Linked DNA regions of Anas platyrhynchos: region 1 is linked to region 2. Evidence: chromatin contacts called from public Hi-C data. All regions are on one chromosome and are shown on one strand. Each heading gives the region's core, a stretch centred on a gene start, on an enhancer-like site or on the middle of the called end of the contact. The rest is flanking DNA. Distances are from core to core; before and after follow the strand shown.

Region 1 (3,789 bases), core at 70-2,569, 680 kb after region 2:
GACCTTTGCTGTCAAGTGACAGGTTTGGAAGCTCTATAAAAATGAACTAATCCCAGTGGTCTTGTCTGACTGCATGTACTGTCAGTGCTCAGGACAAGAAATTGGGAAACACTGCACATCTTGCAGTCATGGCTACTACTTTGGTGAGAGATAGCAGGCAGACTAGGGATTTCATCCAGGTGCCAATACCTCTTTTTTTTATTCCCTAGGGATAGCAAAGTGTCAAGAGAACTACTGTCACCGGGATTAAAGATGCATCAAAATTTCCAGAAAGAGAAGGGGGAAAAGTTTCTGAGAATACTTTTGTGAATCAAAAATGTTAAAAGCTACACATGGCTAACTAGGTATAAGAGAGTCTAAATTGTTAGCCACAAATAAGAGTTATACTACTGAGTTTATTAAAACAAATCCTTTCTCCATCTGTCTCCCGCCTTGGCACAGACATAATTATTATTAATACGTATATTGTATTCCTCCTCTTCAGCCAAAGAGCTCCTCACCAGTAGGCTTAAACTGAATCTTATTTTGCACAGTGATCAACTAAATACACACGAAAAATCACCTGTATATCTTAGACAAGGGAGAAGAAATTTGGAAACCTCAAACAATGAAGCAATAAGTTTCAAACATTCTTAAATTTGGTACTTTGAATTTTCTGAACAGTTTTACAGAATCACACAGAATCACAGAATCTCTAGGTTGGAAGAGACCTCAAGATCATCGAGTCCAACCTCTAACCTAACACTAACAGTCCCCACTAAACCATATCTCTAAGTTCTACATCTAAACGTCTTTTGAAGACTTCCAGGGATGGTGACTCCACCACCTCCCTGGGCAGCCCATTCCAGTGCCTAACAACCCTTTCAGTAAAGAAATTCTTCCTAACATCTAACCTAAAACTCCCCTGGCGTAACTTTAGCCCATTCCCCCTCGTCCTGTCACCAGGCACATGGGAGAACAGAAAATCCACTTCACAGAACCCTAGAATGATGGAGTTGGGAGGGACCTTCTGAGATGGTCTTCTCCAACCCCCTTGCTCAAGTGGGGACACCCAGGTCTATTTCCAGGCAGCTTCTGAAGACCTCCAAGGAGGGAGACTCCACCTCTCTGGGCAACCTGGGCCAGTGCTCCATCATTCACAGACTCAAGAAGTTTTTCCTGATATTAAAGGTGTGCTTCCTGACACTTGCACAAAGCCCACGATTTACTCCTATACACCCTGTACAAGTTCTCTTAGATTCCTGTACCAACTAATCTCACTCTCTGTGCTCAACCAGGGGAGACCTTACAGTTCTACAAGTATAATTTTCATGGAGTAAAGCAAACCAGATGTGTCTCGTATACAGAACAAGTACAGATGCTTGTAACATCAAATATAGACAGCAAAACAAACATGACATAAAATATAGAAAAAATATATTGTAAAATAGAGGCATACCCATCAACAAAGTCAGAAGTCTCTGGACCTTTGAACTCACCCCCACAACTCTGTACAATCCTTGGTCATTTATACCTATTATGCAAAAGGAGAGAAAAAAAAAAAGGGGCAGAAGATCAACCACAGCAATAAGATACACAGTCAAATTTAGCATTAAAACTTTTCCCCAGACGACAAATTATCCTCAAAGTAAGACAGACTATGTACTATTTACACAGTCATGAGAACAACTTTATAAATCAAGTATTGCAAAAATCCTTTTGTTCTTCTGTGTTTTTAAGATAAGTTCACATTATGTTTTGGAAAAAGTTCCACTTCAGATACTGGGAGTAGAAGCAAACAGGGACTAATCTTTCCTTGAAAAATCACTGGCTGTTTTCAGATTTTTAAATGACACATTGAATACTTCATCGTCCACATTCAAGTAACGCAGGAACCAAACCAAAAAATGCTAAATTAAGAATTCCTTAGCAAATGTAATTTTGCTTTTTTCCAAAAACGTGGCTGACAAAAAGAGTTTGGATAAAATAAAGAAAAACTTGAGCCTATTCCCAGTCCTCAAAACCTTTTTCAAGTTTGTAAATGCTTTTCATTTAAGATATGATGTCTCATTCCAACCCACTGGGGTCCACATATGGGTTAAACCCAGAGGCAGCACCACAAGTTATTGAGATCAGTACTTCTGGCTTTGCTAAGGATGAAAAGAGTAGCCATAACCAGCATAATGTTTTCAGTCCTCTGCCATCATTCCATGTAGACACCGGACTGCCTTCCTGTCATTTCTCTATGCCCTTTCTTCCTCTCATACACATTCAAACCTGTTTTTATCCCCAGGGAAATAAAAAATATGACTATAAATTAAAGATAAATGACAGCGAGAGAAGTGGAAGGGAAGGAAAAGGGCAAAATAAGGTATGTCTTTCTGTCTGCTGCACCGTTTCAGATCCCATACTGGGGGAGGTAAAATATTACATGCCTGAAGCTGACACAGATATTTGAGAGGCCATATAATAATCATTAAACACCACCATACTCTACCTCTATATTCATAATGGCCTAGAAGAGTAGAAATAACATAAAATATCTGTTTCTACTCCAAGGAAATCTTTTCAAATAACAGATTATGAGGTATTCTTATTCAAAATATCTTTCAACAAAGGAAGACTTGTGGAGAATTCCCAGTTTCAATATCAAACTGTTTCAACCCAGAGAAGGAAAATTGAAACTAGTAATATGAGAAAAAAGCTTCTTCCTAAAGAAGTATTAGATGCAGTATATAAAAACATTAAATCTTTAATTAATTAATGTCAGACACAACCATAATACAAAGTAAAAGTACAGTGGCAAGAGCTTCACATTGTCTACCTCCCTCCTCCTGCCTGGTCTTGCTGCGTCTCTTCCTACTTCTCTCTCCCCCTGCTCTTCCTCACACCGTCTGCAGCCTCCTCAGGCATCCTCAGATCTCAGAGGACTTGCTGAACTCCTCACTGATAGCACTGAGACAGAGGGGACCTGACATGCTATGGCAGTAGTGCTACTTCTCTCAATTGCTCTGTCTGGGCAGAATCAGCCCTTTTGTTTCCCCGAGATGCCAGTGCCACTCTACTAATGCTGAGCCTTAAGGCAGATGTCATGTTCAGAGCTGGCTTTAAATTAACAGAATATGCCAGATCTCCAGCATTTCATCTGCAGCCATCAAAAAACACAGCTCTGGAATATGCTCAAAATTTAGCTCTGTGCAGCAGAAGGAACCACAATAAACAGTTATGTGGCCACAATGCTATTCTTCTCAGAATATGAAGTTATCAAGTCACACAAATAAGTTTTCCAATGCGGAACAACAGTGTGATGGTATGCTATACAAGCCTTGCAGACTGCCAACACTAAAGAAAAATAAACATGGTCCTTCATCCATTCCAAAGAAGGATGCATTAGGAGTCCATCCTGAGAGCAGCAAGCATTTGTTACTTGAAAATTCTCACAGAAGTCCAGGAAAATTCTGGTAAAAAGTAACACCAAGCTTTTCAATTCTCTAACAAAATGCATCACACTTTTTTTTTTTTTTTTTTTTAATATAATGCCCACCACTACTTTCCACAGAACAAGGCTTCTGCATCACATGCAAGAAATTAAAAAGCTGAAGAAATACTGTCACAGTCAGATACATCTCTGCTTTGGCTTATCTCAGAAGTTGTTTCTTGATTTCCTGTGCTTCTAACATTAAAATTCACAAGAACCAAACTGTGCTGACCCCAAACATTCATAACATACATTTAATGGCTTAAAAATAATTAATGCCAAACCACAGAAACTACTGCTCAATATTAAAACAGACATAATATACAAAAGTC
Region 2 (3,578 bases), core at 738-3,237:
TGACACAATTGATAGGACACTCATGTTGAGTTGTGGCTCTTCCAGAAGGTTTCCTGTAAAACTGATCAGTGAGTATTGAGCTGTACTCAACTAAGATGATTTCTGTGTCACAAACCACTTTCAGGATATGGTATCAAAAACTTATCTGGTATTTTCAACTTGCTAAACTTTGAGATTCTTTTTTTTTTTTTTTTTTTTTTTTTTTTTTAATGACATAAAACCTAGCAGTTTTGGCTCTAAATATTCAGCTGTAAGAGCAACATCTTTTCCCAGAGATCTTGTAAGGTGTTTAAAAGCCAATGGAGTGCACTATTCTTTGGATTGTTAAAATAATTCATCAGAGTAGCAGATGTTCAACAAGTTACAAGCTGTCATGTCCTGGTGTATTATAGCTGCATGTGCAAGCCTAAAGAAGTGGACTGTTTTATACTTTTTAGCCCCTTGTGAACACATTCTCAACAATAAAATGAAACAAAATTGAGAGAACTAAACTAAAAGGGATGGACAAAGTCTTATCACATATCTAGAACATGGTGATTGTAAAAAAAAAAAAAAAAATAATAATCCTGTGTGCACAAGAACTTTCTTACTGTGATATAAAGAGCTGTCAGAAATGTATAAATAACCATAATCCAGCAAGGGCTTGATTCTGAGTAGAATGTTTTGGATGTGTTTGTGTTGTCAGATGGATGCAGTTAGCTCTCCTCCCAAGGTAGTACAGGGCTGAGGTGACTTCAGGTGCAGTACAGCACCATGTACAGCGTGGGTATGGAAAGTAGTACAACAGTGTTACTGCAGAACTGTGCCCAAGATAGTAAGTCCTTCCTTTCAGCAGTCCTTCCTTGAGTGCCATCAGGCAGAGCTGTGCTGCTTCTAGATTTGCAGATGGCACATAAAAGCCTTCTTTACGTTGCACTGTCACATGTCATAGATGTGTTAGCTTGGCTACTGCTAATTTGGGCACCTTAGTCCAAAATATAGGTACGAGAGCTAATCCCAGGACTGCCTAGATTTCCATTGATGCAGTCTGTGTCACACTTGCTTCTGGCACTGCCTAGGAATTTTAAATCCTGACAAGTCTGGGCATTTTGTTACTTGAATCTCACCACCACTAAAGTGGAAGATCCTCAGCCTCATCCACTCAGAGGCCAACACTCAGTGATGCCATGCTCAACACAAGGAGGCACATGGGCACCCTGGGTACTGTTGGTTTAATGATTGGGCTGCTTGTCTGGGGTATGAGAGACTGCAGTTAAAATATCTGTCTGATCTGGAGGCAGATCGGAGCATTAAATATTCATTAGGCCCCTGAGTGAAAAAGGGAGAGAAAATGACTGATTCTATTTCAGTAGACAAGCACTGGGGCACTTAACTGTGATATAGGAAAGTTATGGTCAGGTTCGTATTCCACTTGAAGAATTTAGGGTAAGATCAGATTGCACTTTCTATGATTTGTTTGTCTGTTCTCTCTCTGCTAAGTGTGAAATTTGTGCCTGTATTACATGTCCATGTCCTGTTCTTGCAGGTGTCTGTGGGAGTCTGCATTAGATACTGTGACAGACCACTGCCTATAGAGTCTGTTGTCATGCTTTTAATATCCATCAAAAAATCTATTTGCTCTTTATTTTTAATCAAATACTGCACCCAAACATTGTGCATATTACCACCCAAACATTGCACTGGGTTATGTCCAGCAGGTTAAAAGCTCTGTTAAATGACAGATCTCTGAAGATCTCTTAGATTCTTTTTACTTTGTTTTTTCATCTCCAGACTGAGGTCAATGCCTGTGATATTAAATGAAGTGAGTTTTGTTGAAAATCTTTAAGGATATGAGAGCATATTAAATTGGCAGATTTCCTAGTGAGGGGAATTCAGTTCAAGGTTGTAGTTCAGTAGTTAATATCCTTCAAGGGAATAACTCTGTCTATATGTACCGTCGCCTCTCCCTAGATAGCCTTGACCTTGGCAGACAGAACAGATAAACAGCTGACCAACCTGAAAAGGCTCAACAGCACTTCAGACAAACCCAGGAATTTGGACTGGGGAACTATCTTATACCACGGAAACTGTAAATGGAGCCTAAAATGCACCAAGCCAAGGACTTTCCACAGTAAATGTTGTAGGAGAGAGTGCAAAAAAGGTGTTGTTTCCAGTACCTTCCAAAAATTCTCAGCTGTGGCAGTGATACGTGAACATGGGCAGCTTCCAACCAGACTGATATACATGTAGCAGTTCTTGCATCTTTCCCGTTTGGTCTCAGAAATGTTAGCAGTGGTACAATGGTAGGTACTTGTCCTGCAAATCCTTGCTTCTGTGTATGCACAAAAATCGCCCTGGAGCAGCGGGGCGGGGGGACAGGCGTGAGGCCTTCAGGCCACGAGCAGTGGAGTTAGGAAGCTGTCCACATCGCTGTAAGGTGGGAACTGGTGAAACCGCTGACTGCCAGAAGGTGGCAGCATTGACGAGGAAAACGAACACAAAACACGAATTAAGGTAGATATTGATGCACATACTGGCTTGCATTTTTTTTTTTATATTTTTTTTTATATATTTTTTTTATTTTCTTTGAATAAAAGCATTATGGTACGAAGTTAATGGCAGTACAATAATTTAATGCAAAGCAAATGTTATTTCGGCTTTTTCTTTCTTGATGAGCTAGCCAGAGTTGAATGTTGCAGTATTGTGAAATGAGGCATGATCTTCGGAGGTGGCCACCTAAACACTGCACACTTCTAATATTTGCACGGAGTTCAGAGTTCATTTCTGGTGAATACAGTTACTAAAATCATGTTTGTGGCAAACAGACCCCCTTCTTTTGGATTAAACTTAACTTCTCACGAACATAGGCTATGGTGAGACCTGCTGGTCCAACAGCAGGCTTAATGACATGTGATTTTGTTCACATCATTGGCTCTTAGATTCACTGTAGTCTGCTTGCACTGTAGGTAGAAAGCTTTTGTATTTGCCACTACTGGATTATGATTTGTTTGGTGTTATTGATGCCTGACTTTTCAATAGTGAATGTTGAAAGCCTTGAGATTTGTGCAGAAATGGTAGAAGTGACCCCCAGCAGACTTGTTCTGTAGTTCATCCTAAACCTATTCAATGTAGACTTGCATGTGAACAATGTGCAAGTAAACAGAGCTTGCACTCTTCTACTAGGGGGAATATGGTATTTATCTAATTCTCACTGCAGCATCTTGGAACAACAAAGCATTTACGTTTATGACTGAGGTAGATGGTTGTTGAATGTAGCCTTCAGGGCATATGTACATGGAGCATAAATTTCTCTTAAAGAAAGAAACATTAATTTTGCTTTTATTGTTCTGAAAGACACTTCCTAATTGGGAGCCAGCTGTAACAGGCAGTGCATTCACTTCCAAAATTTGCAGACAGGTAACACAAACGCTTTACCATTGCATTACTCCTTTCAAACTCTTCAGTCAGTGACTTGAAAATATGTGGGTTCAAAAGACTGTTTGGGTTAATGAAATCAGGCTTTTGGATCAAATAAATAAATAAACTAGTATTTATATATTTATGGCATTTTACAAGAAACACATACAGAAATCAACCAT

What was found. A called contact is a pair of places that touch in the nucleus more often than the background predicts.
Region 1: a Hi-C map of subcutaneous adipose tissue shows a contact between it and region 2, with 4 times the contacts expected there. The contact joins two enhancer-like sites. A contact is called at or near these places in 2 of 8 Hi-C or Micro-C datasets (liver and subcutaneous adipose tissue).

Annotation. Positions count from the first base shown.
Region 1 is chr4:37,262,237-37,266,025 of IASCAAS_PekinDuck_T2T, forward strand. ARHGAP10 (Rho GTPase activating protein 10) reads right to left here. Exons shown (of 24, transcript XM_027456676.3): 15 at 1,439-1,513. Among named protein-coding and RNA genes, the nearest start is that of ARHGAP10, 81 kb to the right of the region's middle. Within about 2 kb of position 1,320, at least 3 of the 8 cell types and tissues checked have an H3K27ac peak or open chromatin away from gene starts, as enhancers often do.
Region 2 is chr4:36,583,999-36,587,576 of IASCAAS_PekinDuck_T2T, forward strand. All of the region lies in intron 4 of IQCM (IQ motif containing M), which reads left to right. Among named protein-coding and RNA genes, the nearest start is that of IQCM, 49 kb to the left of the region's middle. Within about 2 kb of position 1,988, at least 4 of the 8 cell types and tissues checked have an H3K27ac peak or open chromatin away from gene starts, as enhancers often do.